Regions from separate parts of the Mus musculus genome. Here regions 1, 2 and 3 are each linked to region 4. A link is a contact called in public Hi-C data. All regions are on one chromosome and are shown on one strand. The core of a region is the stretch at or near the end of the contact, and the rest is flanking DNA. Distances in the headings are between cores, read along the strand shown.

What was found. A called contact is a pair of places that touch in the nucleus more often than the background predicts.
Region 1: a Hi-C map of the N1E-115 cell line shows a contact between it and region 4, with 2.8 times the contacts expected there. The contact joins two enhancer-like sites. A contact is called at or near these places in 1 of 484 Hi-C or Micro-C datasets (the N1E-115 cell line) and 3 of 115 datasets of contacts at active chromatin or transcription factors (embryonic basal ganglia, embryonic stem cells and stem cell-derived neural progenitor cells).
Region 2: a contact with region 4 is called in a Hi-C map of uterus, with 2.9 times the contacts expected there. The contact joins two enhancer-like sites. A contact is called at or near these places in 1 of 39 promoter capture datasets (the 3T3-L1 cell line), 7 of 484 Hi-C or Micro-C datasets (the 3T3-L1 cell line, cerebral cortex, forebrain and 1 more) and 1 of 115 datasets of contacts at active chromatin or transcription factors (the NIH/3T3 cell line).
Region 3: a contact with region 4 is called in a Hi-C map of cerebral cortex, with 2.5 times the contacts expected there. The contact joins two enhancer-like sites. A contact is called at or near these places in 3 of 484 Hi-C or Micro-C datasets (cerebral cortex, cranial neural crest and nephron progenitors), 3 of 115 datasets of contacts at active chromatin or transcription factors (embryonic forebrain, embryonic stem cells and stem cell-derived neural progenitor cells) and 3 of 9 other capture datasets (embryonic stem cells, embryonic tail and embryonic trunk).

Annotation. Positions count from the first base shown.
Region 1 is chr14:25,419,559-25,422,483 of GRCm38.p6, reverse strand. It overlaps Gm32645 (a long non-coding RNA gene), which reads right to left. Exons shown (of 7, transcript XR_003951092.1): 6 at 1,462-1,567. Among named protein-coding and RNA genes, the nearest start is that of Zmiz1os1, 14 kb to the right of the region's middle. Within about 2 kb of position 1,298, at least 98 of the 459 cell types and tissues checked have an H3K27ac peak or open chromatin away from gene starts, as enhancers often do. A contact at or near this core is called in the N1E-115 cell line and embryonic basal ganglia, where this site is marked.
Region 2 is chr14:25,040,858-25,044,000 of GRCm38.p6, reverse strand. No RefSeq gene overlaps it. Among named protein-coding and RNA genes, the nearest start is that of Gm41112, 8.3 kb to the left of the region's middle. Within about 2 kb of position 1,495, at least 27 of the 459 cell types and tissues checked have an H3K27ac peak or open chromatin away from gene starts, as enhancers often do. A contact at or near this core is called in uterus, where this site is marked.
Region 3 is chr14:24,992,216-24,995,267 of GRCm38.p6, reverse strand. No RefSeq gene overlaps it. Among named protein-coding and RNA genes, the nearest start is that of Gm41111, 11 kb to the right of the region's middle. Within about 2 kb of position 1,372, at least 29 of the 459 cell types and tissues checked have an H3K27ac peak or open chromatin away from gene starts, as enhancers often do. A contact at or near this core is called in cerebral cortex, where this site is marked.
Region 4 is chr14:25,225,266-25,228,207 of GRCm38.p6, reverse strand. No RefSeq gene overlaps it. Among named protein-coding and RNA genes, the nearest start is that of Gm32379, 15 kb to the right of the region's middle. Within about 2 kb of position 1,432, at least 221 of the 459 cell types and tissues checked have an H3K27ac peak or open chromatin away from gene starts, as enhancers often do. A contact at or near this core is called in the N1E-115 cell line, cerebral cortex, embryonic basal ganglia and 1 more, where this site is marked.

The DNA.
Region 1 (2,925 bases), core at 49-2,548, 190 kb before region 4:
ATCTAGTTCAGGGTGTGTGGGTCTGTTAAATACAGGCGAGAGGTATGTCTATATATGTGTGTATATATGTGTGAGTGGAGGAGACATCATCTGAAAGAGAGGGTCTATGTATTGTGTACATGCTGAGAGCAGGTTGTCTATGGGTAGGAGTATGATAACATATAACACATGTATATACATATACATTGTGGCATGTGTGTGTGCTGTGGGCATGTTATCTGTAAGTGGGTTGTTCTGGGTGGGTTGTGTGTATATATGTATGGGGTATGTATTGTGTAGGGTGTGTATGTTGTGTATGTTGTATATGTTGTGGGCAGGTTATGGTCCAGTTGCCTGTGTGTGGCTGTGAATGTATTGTGGGCAGGTTGTTATCTGTGTGTGTGTACGTGTTATGTGTATTATGTGGGATGTCTATGTTGTGGGCAGGTTGTCTGTGTGTGGGTGGGTGTGATGTGCATATCTTGTGGGGTTTGTGTCTGGGGTGGGTAGGCTGTCTGTGGGGTGTGGGCTTTTTTTGTGGCTATGAGTATGAGATCAGCCTTGAGCATGTGGGCGCATGGGGAGGTAGGAGCAGGCAGGCGGGCAGGCAGGCAGGCAGGCTGACGGCCAGGGCCTCCCCCGCCCTGTGCACAGTGGCTGGGTTGACAGCCGGGCGGAGAAGAAAACTAGACGTCAGGGAAATCAGTCAGAGACAAATCGATTCCCTTTAGAGGTGAGAAAAAGCAGATGCTGCGGCTGCTGGTGGCCTGTTAGGCTCCAAGCCACATCCATCTCAGCCCGCCCCTCTTCTGCTGCCTGCCAACGCCCCGCCTTTGTTAGGGGCCTCGCTGTGGGCCTGCTGCCTCACTGTCTTGCCAGCTTTTCTATGGCAGGGCACTCCCCTGCATGGAGTGCCATACTGGTGCAGGGTGTTCATAAACCTGCACACGAGGGTGCATGTACCAGCATGGCACTGGAGAGGCAGGAACCTGGTCATGGCTCTCATCCCAGGGCACCGAAGTCACAGGCAAATGACCAGTAGCTTGCTTATGGACATCCAGGGAGCACAACAAGGCTGGACCTTAGAGATGTGTCCCATGGGCAGTACAGCCAAGATGACTCCCACATGCATGCAGGTCTCAGCAGTAGGAATCCAACCTGAGACCAGGGAAGAGCATCAGGCTCCGAACCCTGCTGCCTGCCAAGTGGCCCTGAGTGTCCAGACTCACATGGGAGCCCAGGCTTTACTTGGTCCTTGGAGTGTCATGTGCCCCTGGACTGCAAGCTAGGCTCAGCTGTCTGGATAGTGGCCAGCACAGTCAGGCCTGACTCCTGGGCTGGGTCTTGCTGATTCTTCAGCTGTCAGTTTGCCTAGATCCCAGGCCTCCTCTGCACCCCCTTTCCCATTAGATTTCAATAGCCAAGACAGATCAGGAAACCAGGGCCAGGCCTGTGCCTGCCTAGGGACAGGGACTCACTTACATGTGGAGCTGAGTTCTTCTGTCTAGTCTCTGGATTGACAACTCGGGCCTGCCTTCAGAAAATGTGGATACTGGTTGGGCACTGGTACACAGTGCCTCCTCTGTGACTGAGGAGCAGAGAAACATGTTGGAAGGCCTCTACAACCCTAGACCTTCCTCCTCCCCTCCTCCCCTCCTCCCCTCTCTCTCCTCCCCTCCTTCCCTCCTCTCCTCCTCCTCCTCCTCCTCCTCCTCCTTGAGGCTGGATGTTTTAATTGAAGCTGACCTCCGCAGGAGGATTCTGCTTCTACTTACTCTTCCGGCTTCCCTAAGAACTGTCCCTGAACTCTGAGACTTCATGTTCTTGCCCAGGGACCAATGGCTCTACAAGCACTGTGGTTCTCCCTTTCTTCTCTTAGACAGACAGCAGGCTTTGTCTGGTACAGATGTCCTATAGTTTACCACGAGACATCTGAGGGCACGTTACCCAGCTGAGCAGCTGGTAGAGGCAGCCATTGCTGGGGTTTGGTTTCAGCAGTGCCTGATGCTGGCCTTCGAGATTAATCTCAACTCCAGACTCCCAGGCACATTCCGACACATCTCTACTTGCCCGAGCTGGTCGCATTCTAAAATTTGGAATTTGCACCCATCAGACCTGAGCTCCTAGCTCTGGCTGTGTGTCTGCAGACAGACACTACACCTCTCTATGCCTTGTGTTCTCTTATGTTGGGGGAAAAAGAGCCTTGCTCACCCCAGAGGAAGTCAGAGAAAGTCACAGGCACAAGAGCTGCTGGGAGAAACAGCTGTGTTTCGGCTACTGGTAGTCAGGGACTTGCTCATGGGAGTCTTTCCAGGGCCCACCCATGGTCATGATCTTCATTGTCCAGACAGATGGGAGAGGCCAAGAATCAGTCTACAAACACTGATTGAACCAGTTTGGGGCCAAGCCTTGCTATGGGCAGATAGCACTTGGCATAGTGCCTAGCCTATGGGATGTATTCAAAGATATGGCTGCTGAAAGAATAGGTGGATGTGGGCATGGATGTTGTTAGATGTCCCTTGCTCCCAGAGAGGTTACAGTCTCACTGGGTCCTGCTGGGGTATCAGACACAGGGTGGGGATAGAAGAGTAGACTCTGACTCCTTTACTGTTTCTGTATAAGAAAACTGAGCTTGGGAGTGTGACCTTGAAAGACCATGTTCTGCTGTTATATACTATACATATAGTAAGAGGGACAGGTACAAATACCCTTAGACTAGCTACATATGTCCAGGGCCAAGCCCTTCTGTAGGGTACAACACTAGGCCTTGCAAGTGTCCACTGTCTGAGCTGTGCTAACCAGCTTTATGGTGATGATGAGGGACCCAATGTGTCGTTGCTTGTCCTGAGTCTCAGAGGCAGGACAGAACTGGAAGCTGTTTGTGTTGTGCAACAAAGATGGCAAGGAACAGAGGGGCGCAGATGAGCTCAGGGCCCAAAGAGCCCA
Region 2 (3,143 bases), core at 246-2,745, 180 kb after region 4:
GCTCTAGAAGGGACCAACTGTTTGCTTTTTTAACTTATTTATAGGTTGGCAGTCTTCAATCACTTCTGTAACTCTTGTGAGGATCAGACTTTTTGTCTGTAAGATGGAGAAACTATCTCCTGAATCGGAGTGAGTATGAATTAAAACTTCATATGGAATTCACTGAAAACAGCTCTCAGAGCATGGAGGGTGTTCAATACACATTGAAGTCTTGGTTATCACCGCTTAGATTCTATTTTAAGTAGCCTCCTCCAAAATGGACCCCAGTTCTCCTTCCCCCCCTAGTATTCAGCCACTGTACAATGCTCTCCCTTGAGCGTATGCTGGACCCAGCAACTTGTTTCTAACAAACCAAATACAGAACTATATAGGAGTACCATACTAAAGATCATGTTATTAAAAAGTGTATATGGTCCATCTTAGGCACACTCATTGCTCATGATGAAAGAAACCTTCTACAGCGAGGTCTGTGCAGCCACAGAGAAGGACTTTCAGGGCAACAGTTAGAGAGGAACTGAGCCCTTTGTCCAACAAGCTCCTCAATAGGCCCTTGCAAAAACCTCCATGCATGGGAGAGGAGAGGGGAGGACCTGCCTCAGTCAGGCCATCAGATGCACCACAGCCTCGTTCCTGACTTTGTGCATCCAGAGATCCCATGAGACGATGCACACTTGTTGTTCTGATCTCTGTGCTTGGAGTCATTTGTTACGCAGCTCATTTCTTTCCTCATGATGTACAAAGACTAAATGGGTACTTGGTGAGCTAAGAGGTTATTGCACATGTGAGATGGTCTCAGCCTGACCTTCATGGGTGTCCTTGCTAGAAGGATGACAAGGACATTAGTGGTCTCACTTTTTTAAGGTTCTGGCTACTCAGCCCTTCCCAGATAGAGAAAGCAGAGGCAAGTGCCTTTGTCTGCGTTGTCAATTGCTCTGTTCCCAGACCATCCCCTAGTGTCTGCATGAGGGATGTACTCAGATGGAGAAAGTGGTGAAGGCTGACCTGGAGGGACCAGAGGCAACTGGCAAGAACCTGCTATGTAGATCAGAAAGCTGTCCCACTGGAGTTGGGCAGGTGGCATGCTCAGCTCCTGGGCCACTCCAGCTTCCTGGCTCTGGCTCTCACTCCGGCTTCAGGGAATGAAAGAGGCAGGGTCTGTGACTTCTCTGAGTTCCCAGATTCTGGTCAAATTTCAGGAAACTTCAGAAGAATAGGGTCTGAGGTCTGCTTCAAACACAGCAGGAAAGAGAACTTACAGACTGTTGTTGTTTTTTTCTTTTTTAAGTTTGTATTTTGGTTTTATTTTTGTAACACTGAAGAAGCCCTGAAGTTGCACGATCCTCTACTTTAAAAGGAGTTGTGGGAAGGTGGGGGAGCAGGGTGAGGAATCTTACAAAGCTGAAACCTTCTGGTGCTTGTTAAAAACAACAGAACAGCCATCTCCCCTCCCCTCAGGGCTGGCTGGCTTGACCCTCCGCTCTCCAGAATCTCTGGTTTTATTTTATAATCTGACTCGGCTGCAAACTCTGCAGCTATGCAGCTGACTTTTTACAGCCACGGCTGGGGAATGACTTCATCTTGGTGAATTTATGGGTCACGGCAGAGGATGGAGCAGAGGAACCTGGAGGGGGGGGGGAGTTTGCAGCCTATCCTGCCCCACCTTGGGTGATGATTTTCCCAGTCATGGCCTTGCAGAGCCAGCTCTTGCCCTGCTGTGGTGTTACGAGTTGGGGTGTCGCGCCAGAATCCCCTGACGATGTCTGACATGGTTGTGAACTCTCAGTAGAGCACAGGAGCTGGAAAGTGAGCCTTAGGGGTGGCCCAGCACATTCCAAAACCAAGAAAAGAGTCCAGGGCACCTGAGAGGCGTTTCTACTCTCAGGCATGGGGTTGGTTGGGCTTGGGGACATATGTTGCTCCAGAGACAGTGTGTTGGCAATGTTTGCCCCTAGGCTGACAGGGACTGGACTGGCACCAATCTCTCAGCTGCCATCTTTCCCCCTCCTGCCTTCTTAAAACACGGCTCCCGGAGCAAGTGCTGCCCTTCCTGCCTCTAGCTTCTCCCCAGATGTTTCCTGAGTTCTATCGCTCCTTGGCTAGCACAGCAACTCCCAGAAGTCTTGACAACCTGCCACTCAGGGTCATGGAGTCTGCTTTGATGATGGCCTGAAGATAGGTGGTCTAGGTATATATGCTAACCTTGAGAACTACCACGCCTAGAATCTGTTCACCTTCCTGCTACTCTCTGTCTGCCCTCTGCCCCAAATACATGACACAGAGTTAACACTTAGAGACACTTTGAACCAGGAGATATTTCTGAAATTCATGGGATAAACTACCCTCGGCCACAGTACCCCACTCCATGCTCGTGTGCATACATGTGTGTGTGTGTGTGTGTGTGTGTGTGTGTGTGTGTGAGAGAGAGAGAGAGAGAGAGAGAGAGAGAGAGAGAGAGAGAGAGAGAGAGAGGTGTGTGATGTCTGTATATATGTATATTGTAGCCTGAGAGCCTTGACTCTTCCTGAGCTGGACTGTGGACAGTTGAGGCTCAGAATCAAGCCGAAAGCTTCACCATCCCTGAGCCCTGCGATTTGGGGACACCACCGCATGCCCTGAGATATAGCTATTTCCATCTGATGGCACATGAAATAACCTTTCTGTCATCCCACGAGTGGATGACAAAGGCAGGTGGGGTTGACTGGGAAGACTCTGAAGCTGGGGATGACCCCGATTCTTTCCCACAACTCACTGTGAGACAAGTCTTGGGACAAGCAGTAGGGGGCAAGCCACAGTCCTCACCCTCCATGTTCTTGCAGACAAGGAGGCAAGGCAGCCAGGAAGACTCCAACTCCCTGGCTTGGTGGAGGTTTCACTACACAAATGCAGACAGGCCTTGCAGGGGCTGGAGATGTGACTCAGTGCTTGAGAGCATTTGCTGCTCTTACACAGGACCCACGTGGTGCTTTCCAACCATATCTAACTATGCTTCCAGGGGATCTGACACTCTCTCTGATCTCCTCAGGTACCAGGCATGTGCGTGGTACACAGACATGTGTGTAGGCAAATTCTTATGCAAGCAGTCAGTAAATCTAACAAAAATTTAAAAAGTTAAAAACGGTCTTGCTGACTGATATCTGAACTGA
Region 3 (3,052 bases), core at 123-2,622, 230 kb after region 4:
TTCTCCAGTCGCAGCTAGCAGTGCATGGGAGACCCGGAGCACCGGTTCTGAGTCCCATATCTGTGCACTGCTGCCTAAGGACAAGTCCCTTGAGGCCACAGATCTGGATCTCAATTTGTCTGTCTGGGACACAGAGGAAGGAAAGTGATTACACGCTTTCTGCTTCTGGCCTGAATGTGTTCTGATTCTATACAAAGAAGGAGGAGACAAGATCAGAGGCGTCTTCTAGTGCTCTGCTCCTTCGGGGTCTGAGACTGATACCCAATACCAGGTGGTCCCTGCCACTACCTCCTTAGGTATCAAAGCCAGGCCTGTGTGGCAGGTCACACAGCTGGCCTTGTGTTCTGCACTTGAGGGCTCTTGAGTTTCTGCTCCCCAGAAAGATCAGTTTCTTGCCAATGTCATCACTTTTAGCCAGGAGAGACCTATCAGCAACTCCATCAAGTTCTGCACCCCCCCCTCCCACCCCACACCCCCATGCCCGCCTCAACTTTAAGTCTGAGCCCTGGGAACACTGGGGAAACTTAATTCTCGGACACCTTGATTCAAAGAGCCACTGTTCTGCAAAGGCAGAGCTGGACCCTGCGTTTCAGCAGGCTTTCAGGTGGGGTTCCACCCAGACATCGATAGCATGCGGGAGGCCTGTGAGTGTGTTGACCTGGCTTCAACCACAGCTCAGTTTCAAAGACTTGGCTGTGGTCTCCGCAGGCCCTCCTCTTTCCACCCGAGGCTCCATCCCTCTCCTGCGAGCCCAGGTCGGTGTCTCAGTTACTGGGAAGGCTGTCTCTGCCTGTGGGCTTCACCCTTGTCTCCCCTCGAGATGAGATGACGAGCCACTTGAGGTTCCCACTCTGGGAATGCCTTGCTTTATCCTCCCAGTTCCTGCCAGGGTTGATATGGAGGGACACCAGGACTTCCACAAGAGCAGCGTAAACAGGACGAAGCTTCACACGACCTTCTCATGCCCCCATGCCACCCTGGACAGCTCATCCCCTCCCAGTGCAGCTCAGATCCTCCCTGGGCGGAGCAGAGTTGGTCTGGAATGAACAGACTTTGTAAATAGAAGTCCTTCACCACACCGCTCAGGAGCCTGCCCGTTCCTGAAGCAGGGCTGGGGACATTTCCTGCTTCCCTTCCCTGCCGCTGAGAAATTAGTAGGCACAGATTGTCAAAAAAAAAAAAAAAAAAACAGCCGGGCCTTTGTAATTACAAATGTGCACACATCCCACCGAGCGTCATTTTCAAAAGGCATATTAAGCAGCAGAGACCACAGGGGGGACCCGTGTAAACAGGCTTCCTCAGATCCTGGCAGAAAAGGCTTGGAGGAGGCAGTTGTCCCCAGGAGTTGTTGGCTGTTCCCACTCTTCCACCCCCACCTCCCTCCCTGCCCAGCAGCTAAATGTTCAATGCCTGGGAACACGGTTGCAGATCCCAGCAAGGGAGCATGGCGACAGAGAGCTCTGGAGTTCACACTACAACTGCCTTTAAGATCCCAGTGGTTTCAGAGTTGATGCTTTCCCGAATCTCATTCTACAGTCCCGCCCCACCCCCTGCCTCTAACAGCCACGGATGGTCCTCCATGTTCTCTGATGTTCCCTTGCAGCAGTCCATACAGAATATTGCCTCTGCTCAACACTAAGGGTGCTGTAGAAAGCTACATTTGAGCCTGAGATTTGTGTTAGGATTCCAGAGCATATGTCCAAAGTCCTTGTTAGTCTCCATTATCTCCCATCCTATGAGCATGCAGTCAAGACCCTGATATAGTGAGCAGCAAAGGGCATTAGCCAAACATGTATTGTTTAATTCAACATTCCTGCGCTGGACATCCCTGGTTATCAGGCCACCTTGGTTATTGTGACTAGATCACTGCTATATGACAGCAAGAATGGCAGGCATAAAGACATTGGTAGTGATAGACAAGGGGGTACCCTGGGTTTCCCTGAGAAGTGGTGGGCAGGTCTCTGCTCCCTCTGATGGCATCCTCCCAAGTAGGTAGCTTGATAAGCCACCTTCCCAAACACAGAAGCAAAGGGTCGCAGTGGGTAGCAAAGGGGGTCTCTGCCTAGAATATCCGGGAAGCCACCACTGTTCAAGGTGCAGCACCCCTGTCTCCACTGCTGTGGGAGCAGAGGAAGGAGAATATAATTCAAATCTGGAGTGCTTAATGGAAGGCTTCCTAGCTGACGGACGGGAGCGCGAAGATTAATTCAAAAGCAGGAATAGATGTTATTTAGGAAAGGAAGGGCATTCAAGACAGAGACGAGGTGAAAGACAGCATCGATCATTTCACCGGCGATGAATGCTTGAATCTGGCAGCAGTACAAAATGAAAGAGCTGGATGTGGGAGTGGGGGAGCAGAGCAGGAGACCAGGGGCAGGCAGGCCGGTCACCACGCTTGTGAGCCAGGCTGAGTTGCAATTTGACCCTACAGCAGGGAGGGTTGTTGTTGTTGTTGTTTGTCCATACACACACATACACACACACACACACACACACACACACACACACATACACACACACACACACACACACACACACACACGCACGCACGCGTGCATAGGCAGACATGGGCTATGGCATCTGTGTGGAGGTCAGATGACACTGTTTGGGAATAAAGTTCTCTCCTTCCACGGTGGGTTCTAGGAAAAAAACCTCAGGTCACCAGGCTTGTATAACAAGTGCCTTCACACAGTGAGCCATCTCTCCTGTCCAAGAGAGTTTCAAACAGTGTGGTCAGGTCCTAGGAGGATGTCTCTGTGGACAGGTGAAAGATATTAATCCGTGTATAGGCTCCAGGAGTCAGTCATGGTTCTGGTATAGCTAGAGTCCCTCTAATAAAGTGGTCACTCCAAACTGGCCACCCACTTTCTGATGGTTGCAGCTGGTCAAATGCAGCTCTTTTGTAGGCATGTAGGTGTTGCTCAAGCACAGGGCCAGTCTGTCTTCCCAGAAAACTACAGTACTGAAGTGTAACCTGGAGTCACCTGGGAAAAGCAGCTCTTTGGATTTCTGTCTAGAGGTAAAATCCCCAACAAGGTGGTAGGCGTTGGGG
Region 4 (2,942 bases), core at 183-2,682:
AGACTGACACAGTGCCAGAGAGAGGAAGCCGGGGCTGCAGGTTGGAAGCCTCGCCTATGGATGGCCTGGAGCCCCAATTAAGAATCTGCTGGAAGAAGCGCATGTGTCCAATATTGGGGCCTTTGGTGTGGAGGAGCTGGGAACCACTAGCAGTCAAACTCTGCTGCTGTTCCCAGCTCTGCCCAGCTTGCTAGCTGTCTGCATTTTCCTTTGCTTTCAGCCACGGTGACTTCCAACAGTGCTCTGCAGAATCTCCAGGACTTCCCAGAAGAGGCCCGTCAGAGTCTGCCTTACATGTAAAAGTTCTGCTTCAGATGTTTGTCATCTAAGAGATCCTGCCGTTAAAGTCCATGCCAGAAAAAAAAAATCAATGGATAAGCTTTCCAAGTTCCCATGTGGCTCTCTTACCACCCTGGGTGACTAACATGGCCTGGTTTGCCACACACAAGTTTCATTTTATCTAACCCCATGTTAAGATGACCACACCCAGATAAGCTAGAGGGTCGGTACCCTCAGTTTTAACATTCTGCTCTTAAAAGACAGGCTACCGTCTGGAGAGGTCACGGGGGGGGGGGGGGCGCGGCAGGCTGAACACTGGGGCTAGTGGCCTCTGCTGCCGTGGAAGTGGCAAGAGCCTCCTGAAGGAGTTGGGCAGGAGACCCCTAAGGCAACTGGGACAGCTACATGAGGCATGGGAGTCTCTGGAGCATAAGAGATTAGTTGATGCAGTCTGGATTGCTAGGACTGCTTCCCTGGGACTGGAGCCACTGGTCTGGTGTCAGGATCCAGAGAACCCTAATATCGTCTGCCTAACCCCACAGCAGCACATCCTCACGGATAGGCACAAGGCCAGAGATGTTCAAGGATAAGTCAGTGGCTCCACAGAGCATGTGCGGTTCAGGCTCCCTGCCCCACCAGACTTGCTCATCTCATCCGTGGAACTCCAGCTCCAGCTGTAGCCTCCCTCCTGGAGGTCAAGGATGGCACAAGGAAGGAGTGGCTTAGACACTAGCTGCTTCCCACTGGTCAGGGCTGCTACAGTGCTTCCTCTTGAAAAGAGGCTGGGAAATGGTGTGTTTCAGCTGAGTGGAACCAAATCAAGAGAGAGAGAGAGAGAGAGAGAGAGAGAGAGAGAGAGAGAGAGAGAGAGAGAGAGAGAGCACTCTTGTTTGGATAATTCGCGGAGTCCTCAGGAGGTTCTTAGAGGATTCTAAATACACTGGCCATCCAATCTCCCTATCACAGGAGCTTATGTCTCAGAGTCCCCTGGGTCCCAAGTGCCATAGATGCCAGGCTTGGCATGATCCACACTGCTGGGGTGCCACCAACAGGCTGCCGGAAACCCCATTTCTTTTCTCTTCCCAACAAAGCCAGATGGCAGGCAGTGTGACTCCATCTCCGGCAAAGTCCAGGGGACTTTGTCCCCTCCCTGCTTGGAAGGCTGTGCCCCCCTCCTGATGCACTTCCTGTGGCCCACAGCCCAGCCTCTCTGTGAGTGAGATCCGCCCTTCCCCCTCCCGCGCAAGCCCAGAGCGAGTCAGCCCATCTGGTTCTATTTCACTTCGTGTTACTCATCAGGATGTGTTTGCCAGGAGTTATTTGATGTTCAGGAAGAATTCTGAAGCTTTTGAAAAGAGGTAAATAAAATCCTTTATCCCCCAAAGAGTCGTGAAATTGTGTTTTGCTCAGGAGGTGGCAGGCAGCCATGTGAGGTCTGGAGGCCCCTGCCTAGCCAGGCACAGGGGCTGGAGTTTCAGGATTTGTTCTTCTGTCAGTCAGTCTGCATCTCCACTCCTCCAAGCCCTTCCTGATGCTCTCTGGGGATGCCCGAATTTGGGAACAGATGAGGGCTGCCTGTGGGGACAGCCCAGCCTGTCTCTTGCTCTTCAGCCAAGAAAGCTTTTAGGGAGCTCGCTCCTTCTGGTCCTCAGCCCTGTCACTCCACAGCCGTGCATATGAGCTCCAGGGGAGGGACCAGAGGGAGCCGTGTTCCCTGCCACAGAACAACCTGTGAGGGTGACTGACAGAGGGCCTGGGTTGGGGGAGCTCACCCCATCTGCTAGGGTCTGGATATCACAAAGCAAGGGAGCTGACATTCCTCCAAGCTCTTGTGAATGGCAACAGACATCATAGATGCTAGGAGACCCAGAAGGGCAGGCTCTGCCCCTGAGACTGTCCTACAGAGGAAGGTCCCACCCCCTTTAGCATCCATTTCTCCCAGAGTCCATGCAGCCTCCTATTTCTGCCCAGAGAAGTTTCAGTGCAATGTTGAAGTTATCCCTGACAAGGGCTGGATCCTCAGGTCTCCTTAATCCAAGGTGGACCCCTCTCTACCTTTCTGGGGGCCCTTAACCGTCCTGTTGAGAAGAGACCAATATTTGTATGATTGGTTGCTGCTTGGTCAGAATCTGAGGGTTTACTTCCACCCAAAACATCCCTATTCTATGCAATGCCCCCCACATAAGCAGCCAGGCAGAGGAGTGTGGGCTCACCCCTGTACCTCTTGATCTGTCCTCCCTATTTACAGGGATGCCAGAGGGCTCCTCCACAGCCCGGGGCAGTGTCATCTCAAATCCTACAGTACGTGAGGCTTCCCACCCACTGCATCCCTCGTGACAGCTTACAACCCTGACTATTAAACATTGATCACTCAAATTTAACATCCTATCTTCCCTTTGATATCTTCAACTGCTCTCTGCATAAGACAACAAGCCTCTTTCTGCAGCTCCGTATGAGGGAGACTTCAAAGACTTCTTCCAGGTCCCTCAGCACTGCAGTTCTGGGATTCTGCCAGCGAGACTGTCAGGAGGAAGGTTTAAGGCATCCTCTGCTGGCAGCATCTTTGGGACTCAGGCCTGTGGGGAAAGCTCCATGCATTAAGTCCTGGATTCTGGAGTGATCTGTGCATCATTGGGAAGTCAGTCAATGGCATGATAATTCTT